2 separate regions of the Zea mays genome follow, and region 2 is linked to region 1. A link is a contact called in public Hi-C data. All regions are on one chromosome and are shown on one strand. The core of a region is the stretch at or near the end of the contact, and the rest is flanking DNA. Distances in the headings are between cores, read along the strand shown.

Region 1 (3,917 bases), core at 740-3,239:
TCACCTTCTTATCTTAATGAAGTGCAGCTCTCCTGCGTTTTCGAGAGAAAAAAAGTGTGCAAGTCAATGCTGAAGACTTAATAACAAGTTCGATTATAAACTGACAGTAAAGTAACATGGCTCTACCTTTTCATGACCTCTCACCATTCATATTTTCAATATACAGATCAAAAGCTTACTAAGTCATGTAGTATGAATCTACAAGATACCATCTTTGCCATAGAATAATTGATTCAGTCCACTCTAGAGCTCAAATCCCTGGTTGCATGCAACTACACTAACTTGATCAGCTGCAGCTTATATGGCAGAAAAGGCTAACCTCTTCTGCCCTGAGATAAATTGATAAAGTAGAATCTTGTTTTTTTTCAAAACAATATCGATATGTTGATTAATTGGTGCCCAGAACAAGAAAATTTTAGATCATTCCAAACTACATCAATGTGAAGACCAACCAAGGAATATATCACTTGAGCAAAGCTAGTCCATGGATCCAAATTGTAACTATAAGTTCAGTACAGAAAGCTTGAAATGCTCATATTCAATACACCAACTTGAGTTCCTTAGCATTCAGTGCTAACTACACCTTTTGTATTGGGTACATTGGCATTTGAACTAAGTAATAGAAAAAAATCAGTCCAGCCACAATATACATGAGCAACTGCCAGTAAATACATACAACTCATGTGAAGCGGCAACCTAAGAACACATTTTAATACAATGGACAAGACATTCCTTTCTTTTAAAAATTCTGCTATGCATACTTCCAAAGATTGCAGGACTTGAGAATCAAAGCCTTATTGTGGCACATATGATGAATACAAAATTCATTATTTTTCCTGAACCCTCCCCGACACATAGCTATAATACCTAAGATGTCACTACTAGGAACTGTATAACTAATGAATAACAATCTTACTACGCTGCCAAAGCTGAATCAACAAATCTTACTATGCCGCCAATTCTGAATCAGCACAATTTAATCTTGAGACGAACACGATGATTCATCCAGCCCACTCCAAAGCACAATTAATTCCAACCCTTGTGCACCTCAGGTAACCCAACTGCAACATTAGGATGCAGCACATATGGCTTGGGTGGAGCCATAGTACCTTTCCTTTTCTGGGACAAAATTTACTTACAGAAGGAAAATACTGAATTTTTTTAAGAAAAAATGATACATACAGAGCCAAATTGCTATCCAAAACCACAAAATCTGAACCATTCCAAGCCACAGCAGGGGATAATTAACAGTACCTTGTAAAAGTACCTCCTTCCGGGCTCCAATCCCTTCATGAGGCCGTCGAAGACGAATCCCGGATCCCTCCAGGCGACGCTGCTGTTGGCCGGCCAATCGCACATGTGCCTCTGCTCGTACGTGCTCACATCCGTGCCCACCTCCTTCCACTCCTTGTCGTCCTCCTTCTGCAGCCCGTACCTGACGACCCTCTCCCCGCGGTCGCCGCACACGAACAGGACCCGCATCTCGTCGACCTCATCCGCAAACGCGAGGTGCAGCTGCTCGGGGCGGGCGGGGTCGCCGACGGAGACGTCGGCGGAGACGGCGACGCGGTGCTTGCCGTGGGGGAGCGGGTTCTGGTCGTGGTCGACGTGGTGGTAGGAGTACTCCTTGGCGGGCCAGCGAAAGAGACGGAACTGGTAGGGCGCGCGGAGCGTCGGGAGGAGCGGGAGGGAGAGCTCCCCGGAGCCGCCGCGCCAGGAGGCGGAGCCGTTGAGGAAGAGATAGCCGAGGAAGTCGCGGTCGCGGGAGGACGGCGGCGAGTAGATGGCAACGTAGTCGAGGCCGTCCGGGGCCGGGAGTCCGGACCAGATGATCTTGATCTGGTTGCCGGAGAGGGACGCGGTGAGGGTGGTGTTCGCCGCAGCCCCGCCGGCGGCAACTGCCGCGACGGCGAGGAAGAGGAGGAAGCGGAGGTGGGGGTTTTCGGGGTACATTTTACTGGGGACGCTGTGCAGAAGCTGCTGGTAAGGTGTCCTGAGCGATTTTTTAGACGAGCACGTATGGTCACCGACAGTGTGGGACCCATCCGTCAGTTCAAGGAATCAGCCATGGAGTGTGCTAGAGTCAAACAGAATATTCCTGGAAGAGTCCTACACATTGGGCATGTTCGTTTTGGGTTGATGGAGGGACATTGGATAATCTCTTCTAATCTCTCTCAAACCCCATACAACTAAGGGTGGTAACCGGTAATAGGCTTTATATACAACTAGGGGTGATAATGAGTTTTATATTTTGCACTATAAAATCTTAGGATCGAATCAGATTAGGATCGGACTCTATTTCTATTCATTTTTAAATAAAATTTTTTATGGGTCCTAACATTTGGTGAAGAAATATTTAGATCATGATCCATTATCACTCGTACATACAACTGAACATAGCTTGACAGTTTTCGGGAAGAATTCTATTTCTCGGAGTCTCTTGTATTTGCTTTTTAGTATAATAATTCAATTTTAGTGTAAAGTTCTTGAAGCAAACCCTGCTGAGCTACCTTAGAAGGGGGTCAAGAGGTTGATCACCAAGGGCAAAGAGACATCATGACTAGTGGTGGAAGTGTTCAATCTTTGTAGAGTATAGAATTGAAACACTAGCCATGTAATCTCTATAGAGTACACTAACGAAAATTTGGGGACCTAAGTGACATAAGATCCAAGTTCGAGGACCCATGTAACACAACATGCCAAGTTCGAGATTCCAAGTGGCTTCGACGTGACTTGCCACGTCGGCATCCAGTTTTGCAAACCCAAATTTGGACGGTTTTGTATGGACCCACAAAACTCGTTGACCTATTTTCCTAGTTTTATGAGTTAGGGGGCTTAAGTAACATAGCATACCAAGTTCGAGGACCGCCAGTGCACTTTACACAATTGAAATACTAGCCATGCTCATAAACAAGAGCAGTTTAGACTTCTTTGAGATTAGCGGATTTCTTGAGAATAGATGGTTCAATTTGAAACTTGGATGGAATCCAAGTACTGATTAACTCAAATGGAATATGAGTGTTGGTTCGATGGTTTTTGTGAGAAGATGATGGATTCACCTAGTAAATAGGTTCTAAGATTTAAGGTCTATTAGGATGTGTCACTTAAGTGATTGCATTAAACCTTGTCAGCCTTTCCTTGTGTTAGCCTCATATCATATTTTCCTACATTTAGGGAGTATATTTTCGTGTGCTCACCCATCTCTTTGTCTCTCATGTCGTCTCACCCAGCTGTCCGGACTTGAAGACAGAGTTTTCGAAATATAGTGTGTTATAAAGATGGTGTCGATGCTAGGTTGATATACCCTCGGTCGACTCCCTGCGGAGATCTTGCAATGACAAATTTTGTTTTAGAACCTATGCTCATTTTTTAATAGGTTACAATTTTATAATAAACGTTATATTGTTAAAGTATATTGTCATTGTGATATGCATTTGATTTTGGTTTTAAACCCGGTGAGATAAGGTGTTATAAAAGTTATGTTAACCGCAATATATCAGCCTGGTTAGCAATGTCCGTCTTTTAAGCTATTTTTGTAATAACAAATAAAGTCTAATCTCTAGCTAGTCTCGACTTGCACTATCGGAATTCGGTTTTTTGCCGAGTGCCAAATAATTTATCAAGTGTTTTTTAGACACTCAGCAAGAAAGTTCTTTGCAGAGTGTGTTTTATCAAGTGTTTTTTGTTTAGCAAAAGCACTCGGCAAACAATTTCTTTGTCAAGTGTTTTTTCAACACTAGGCAAAGACAACTTAAAATCACATTTTGAAGAATGAAAAAGTTTTCAACTACAAATTTGTATAACTCATCAAGATGTATAATTTATATTTTGGTTATTTTTTCATATGACAAAATAAAAGTAAATTTGTTCATAAAAACTATATCTCTTGTAGTTTATGAAACTACCACTACACCAAA
Region 2 (3,917 bases), core at 634-3,133, 130 kb after region 1:
AGATGATCCATCCTCCCCGTCGTCACTGTCCGAGAATACTTCATCTTTATCATTGCTTCCAGTCCCCTTGTTGGATTCTGCAGGCGCAACACTATTTTCTTTCACAGCCGTGCTAGCCGAGGAATCGGCATCAGATTTATTATCAACTGCTCCAGCGGCTGGTTTTGGTGGTTGCGAGCCATCGTAATCTACCAGGACAACCTCAACCTGGAACCTAGGTGATGGCAATTTTCTCTGGACAAAATTATAATGTAATTTAGTCTCAAGTCCCCAAAAGAACATGTAAACAAATCAGTTGTTCGAACTGCTGCAGCTGCAATCCATAAAGACAAAACACTGTAGAAGTAGTAGAAGCCGATACGGGTTAAATCCAAATGAAAGAAGCCTTCACCTTGTCAAAATCATCAAGATCAGTTGGATTCAAAGTCATCCTGTTCTCCATCATTGTTGTATTTAGCCAGCTGAAAAGGACAGGGGAAGAAATGAAAGTAAATATCAGGATAATTTTCTTTTCCCTCAAATGATTAAATTTAGCTGCAATCCTTTCGGAGCAAAGATTGTACACCTTATACTTTCCCTGTAACACAATGATTAAATTAGAAGACTAAAATGCATGACTAGTTCAAAGTTCCTTACATTTCTTATTGTGTTACACAAAAGCCCTCAAATGCATGGTCTCTTTATAATTAAGAATATAGACTTCTCACTTACCTAGCCGCCTAAAATACTGGAAACTAACTAGACAAACAATGCACTTAAGCACATTAACTTCCTTTTTGTAAAAAGGAAAAGGCAATACACGTACCAGGAGGGGAAAGGAATTTTGGAAATACATGGGGACAAAATAAGGCATGCTTTAGACAAGATGAAATGCATAACCATATAATCTAGGGCAATGTGGCGAGGGGGAGGGAGTGTTAAGTAAGCATTAACCCAAATAGTCTTATACTGCTCCTCATTTCATGAAAAAACATGCATATTCTATGAATTTTAAAATTGTTAATATGTATATTATTCATGAGAAAGATGATCATGAACCAAAAAAAGATCTGGGCGCATTCATATTTATATTTCAAAGTAAAAATGAAGAAACTAATGACAAAAAGACGGGCCCAGTGCTGACGGTTTCCACATGAGTGGGGTCTGAGGAGGAATAATCGATGCAAGCCTTACCCTGCATTTTGCCGAGAGGCTGCATCGAACCTAGGACCTTTGCTCAGTGGGAAGGCTTCTCGCCACTTCGCGGCCTGCCCTTCAATGAAGAAGAAAATAGTGATTAAGAGGGGAACTTCAAACCGTATTCTCCGGTAGAATTCGGTAGTCAACTAAAACAGATTATTCATTTATACGTTACATCCCTACTACTAACACCAAAAATATCTTTCTAAAGTTATCCATGTCTCATTCTCAGAGGATGAGTTACGAAGAGGCTTGCTCTATTGAACCTAGTCCTTGATTGCCAAAGCTGGCCCGTGCTACATTAATAACATGAAGACAATGCAGTAAGTTCAAGGTATGGTGGTGTAGAAAATGGACAAGAATAACAATACCAACAATATGAATTGTGTCACCCAGGAAGCATTTATGTTAATTTTGAAGCAGTTTAATAACCGAAGAGTCCAAACCCCAAACAGTGAGAGAGGACGGAAGACAACATTCACAACGACCCCTTGACCATGGGCCTTCGTGGGCGTTGTTTGCCTAAGAAGGCGACGACTTCCTACCTGGGGGCGGAGGCGAGAGCGGCGGCGAAGTGATCGAATTCCGGAGGCGAACTGCGTCTCGGAGGAGCGCCGGCGCAGGAGGTGGTGGGCTGGTGACAGAGGGCGGCGTGGGAGAGACGGCGCCGACGAGAACTAGCAAGGAACAAACACGACAGAGGGCGGCTACGAGGTCCGGTGGGCCGAGGCGAGGCGAGGCGCAGTTGGCAACGCACCACGCGATCTACTACCAACTGCTTGCCATACAACCAAACATGGGCCCCCGGACGAGGATTAGCAGCCCAACCGAAATGAAAGCAAAGTCTCTATGCTCCGATTGTACTTTCGGTTGTAAAAGGAGGAAGCCTGTGCCGGTGACATGATGTCATCAAAAATGAAAGCAATATATAGTACATTAGCAAATATATATATATATATGACGTTATTAACTTAGAACTAGTAAAGTAAAAAAACAATGCACTTAAGAAATACTGAATTAGGTTTAACTTTCAAAGCTTAAATGTGAAGCTGCAATTGTAAAATCAAGAGTAAGATGACATTATCATGTCACCGGCACGGCACAGGCTTCCTGCTCCGATTGTACTTTTCTGCTCCGTGTAACCAGACATTATCAAGCCAATAATACATCTCTATGCTTAGATGATCCATACATAACTTAATCACCAGGACCAAGGTGTTCATTGCTACAAACCAGATGTTCACCTCGAAGGGCCGCAACAACGTCAATGGAGGGTGCTGTCTAGTAGCATGGGATAAGGTCGAGAGGACCACTTGATCTTTGGTAGATTTGGAATTCTCAACCTAGAATTTATGGGTTTGGGCGTTGCAGATTTGATGGTTGTGGTTCCAAAAGGTACAAAGACACGCTGCGTATTCGAGGAAAAAAAGAGTGTGTGGTAATTCATATCCTCTTTGCTTGCTGGATAAAAAGAACTATATAGGCTTTGCTGATATAAAAATGGGTGATATCTTCCATTAGTCTAAAAACAAGCAGGCCCTGTTATATCCAACATCTACTGACCAACGGAGATAAAGGCAGCAAGTAATTTCACAAACTATGCCTTGTCAAACTATAGGCTGAGATTCACAAAACATCTATCTATAATACAGCACAACTACACTAAAATTTCAGTAATCAAATAATACATGTAGACAAAATCAACGCGGTACCTGTTTGGGATGTGCCGTCAGAGAGCATCGCGGACAGGGGGCGTGCGCGCCGAGGCGGGGGACATGTGGTGTGGACATCCTACTTACGTTCTTAATAGTAGTATATATAATATAGATAACAAGTCATGCCAGCAGCAAAATCTTGCCTGATCACAGCTTACTCTTTTATTTTACCAGGGGATAGCAAACTCCTTCCTTCCCAGAACTACAGAATTCACATCATTCTCATGCTTGGGATGATGAGCGAACGAACGGTTGGAGCACACGGAATATGGTTTGTTTTGGATTATAATCTATTTAGATTATATAATCCAACAAATTATGAAGTAACTTAGTTCATAATTTGTTGGATTATATAATCTGGACATATTATAATCCCAAACAAACACGCAGTTAGTAGCTGTATCATCGAACAAGTATGGCAATTTCTATGAACTTCAACAAAAAAGGCTCAGCACACGTACAGATATATAACATTAGCAAGGCAGACAATTACACGAAACATAGGCTTAACTGTTATTATACAGGCAAAGCAAAAGGAATAATTTCATTCCCATTGAATCAGATCAGAAGCCGGAGCACAACCCTGTTTGTCAGTTTTGCCAAAGCCCGACCGGAATTACAAACAGGACAGGGGCAGAGCAAGAAAAGGAGTGCTCCAAATCAATGGCATCTAAGTAAAAAGGCTATCTTCCTTTCCTTTTCTGCTTCTATGTACCCTAAACGACTTTAAACCTAAAACTCAACCCTAACTCTCCTCGTGTCAGCTGCTACCCGCTATAGGTTTCCCTAGAATGTACAAAAGCACCAAGACCAGTCATCATACTTGGACCCTCTGCCTTGTCACACGGCCACCCCCACTGAAGTCAAGCACTCTTGGGCCCCCGGTCCAGTCGTCATCATCGGAGTCGTCGGAGTCATCGCCACGTGCGCCACCACGGGCTTTTGTAACACTCGAGGCAGCCGTTCTCCTGACCCTCGTCGTACTTCTTGGGGTTGGGTTTGTCGTATTTCTCGGGGTTGGGC

Evidence for each region. A called contact is a pair of places that touch in the nucleus more often than the background predicts.
Region 2: a Hi-C map of ear shows a contact between it and region 1, with 9 times the contacts expected there. The contact joins the promoter of LOC100383696 here to the promoter of LOC100286077 in region 1. A contact is called at or near these places in 15 of 25 Hi-C or Micro-C datasets (bundle sheath, ear, endosperm and 6 more).

What each region holds. Positions count from the first base shown.
Region 1 is chr7:1,885,470-1,889,386 of Zm-B73-REFERENCE-NAM-5.0, forward strand. LOC100286077 reads right to left here and starts at 1,990. Exons shown (of 2, transcript NM_001364924.2): 1 at 1,255-1,990. The coding sequence starts at 1,953.
Region 2 is chr7:2,017,721-2,021,637 of Zm-B73-REFERENCE-NAM-5.0, forward strand. LOC100383696 reads right to left here and starts at 1,884. Exons shown (of 4, transcript NM_001176333.1): 1 at 1,725-1,884; 2 at 1,174-1,247; 3 at 392-461; 4 at 1-313. The coding sequence starts at 282. It overlaps LOC103631880 (sister chromatid cohesion protein SCC2), which reads right to left. Exons shown (of 27, transcript XM_020541428.3): 27 at 3,343-3,917. The coding sequence ends at 3,712.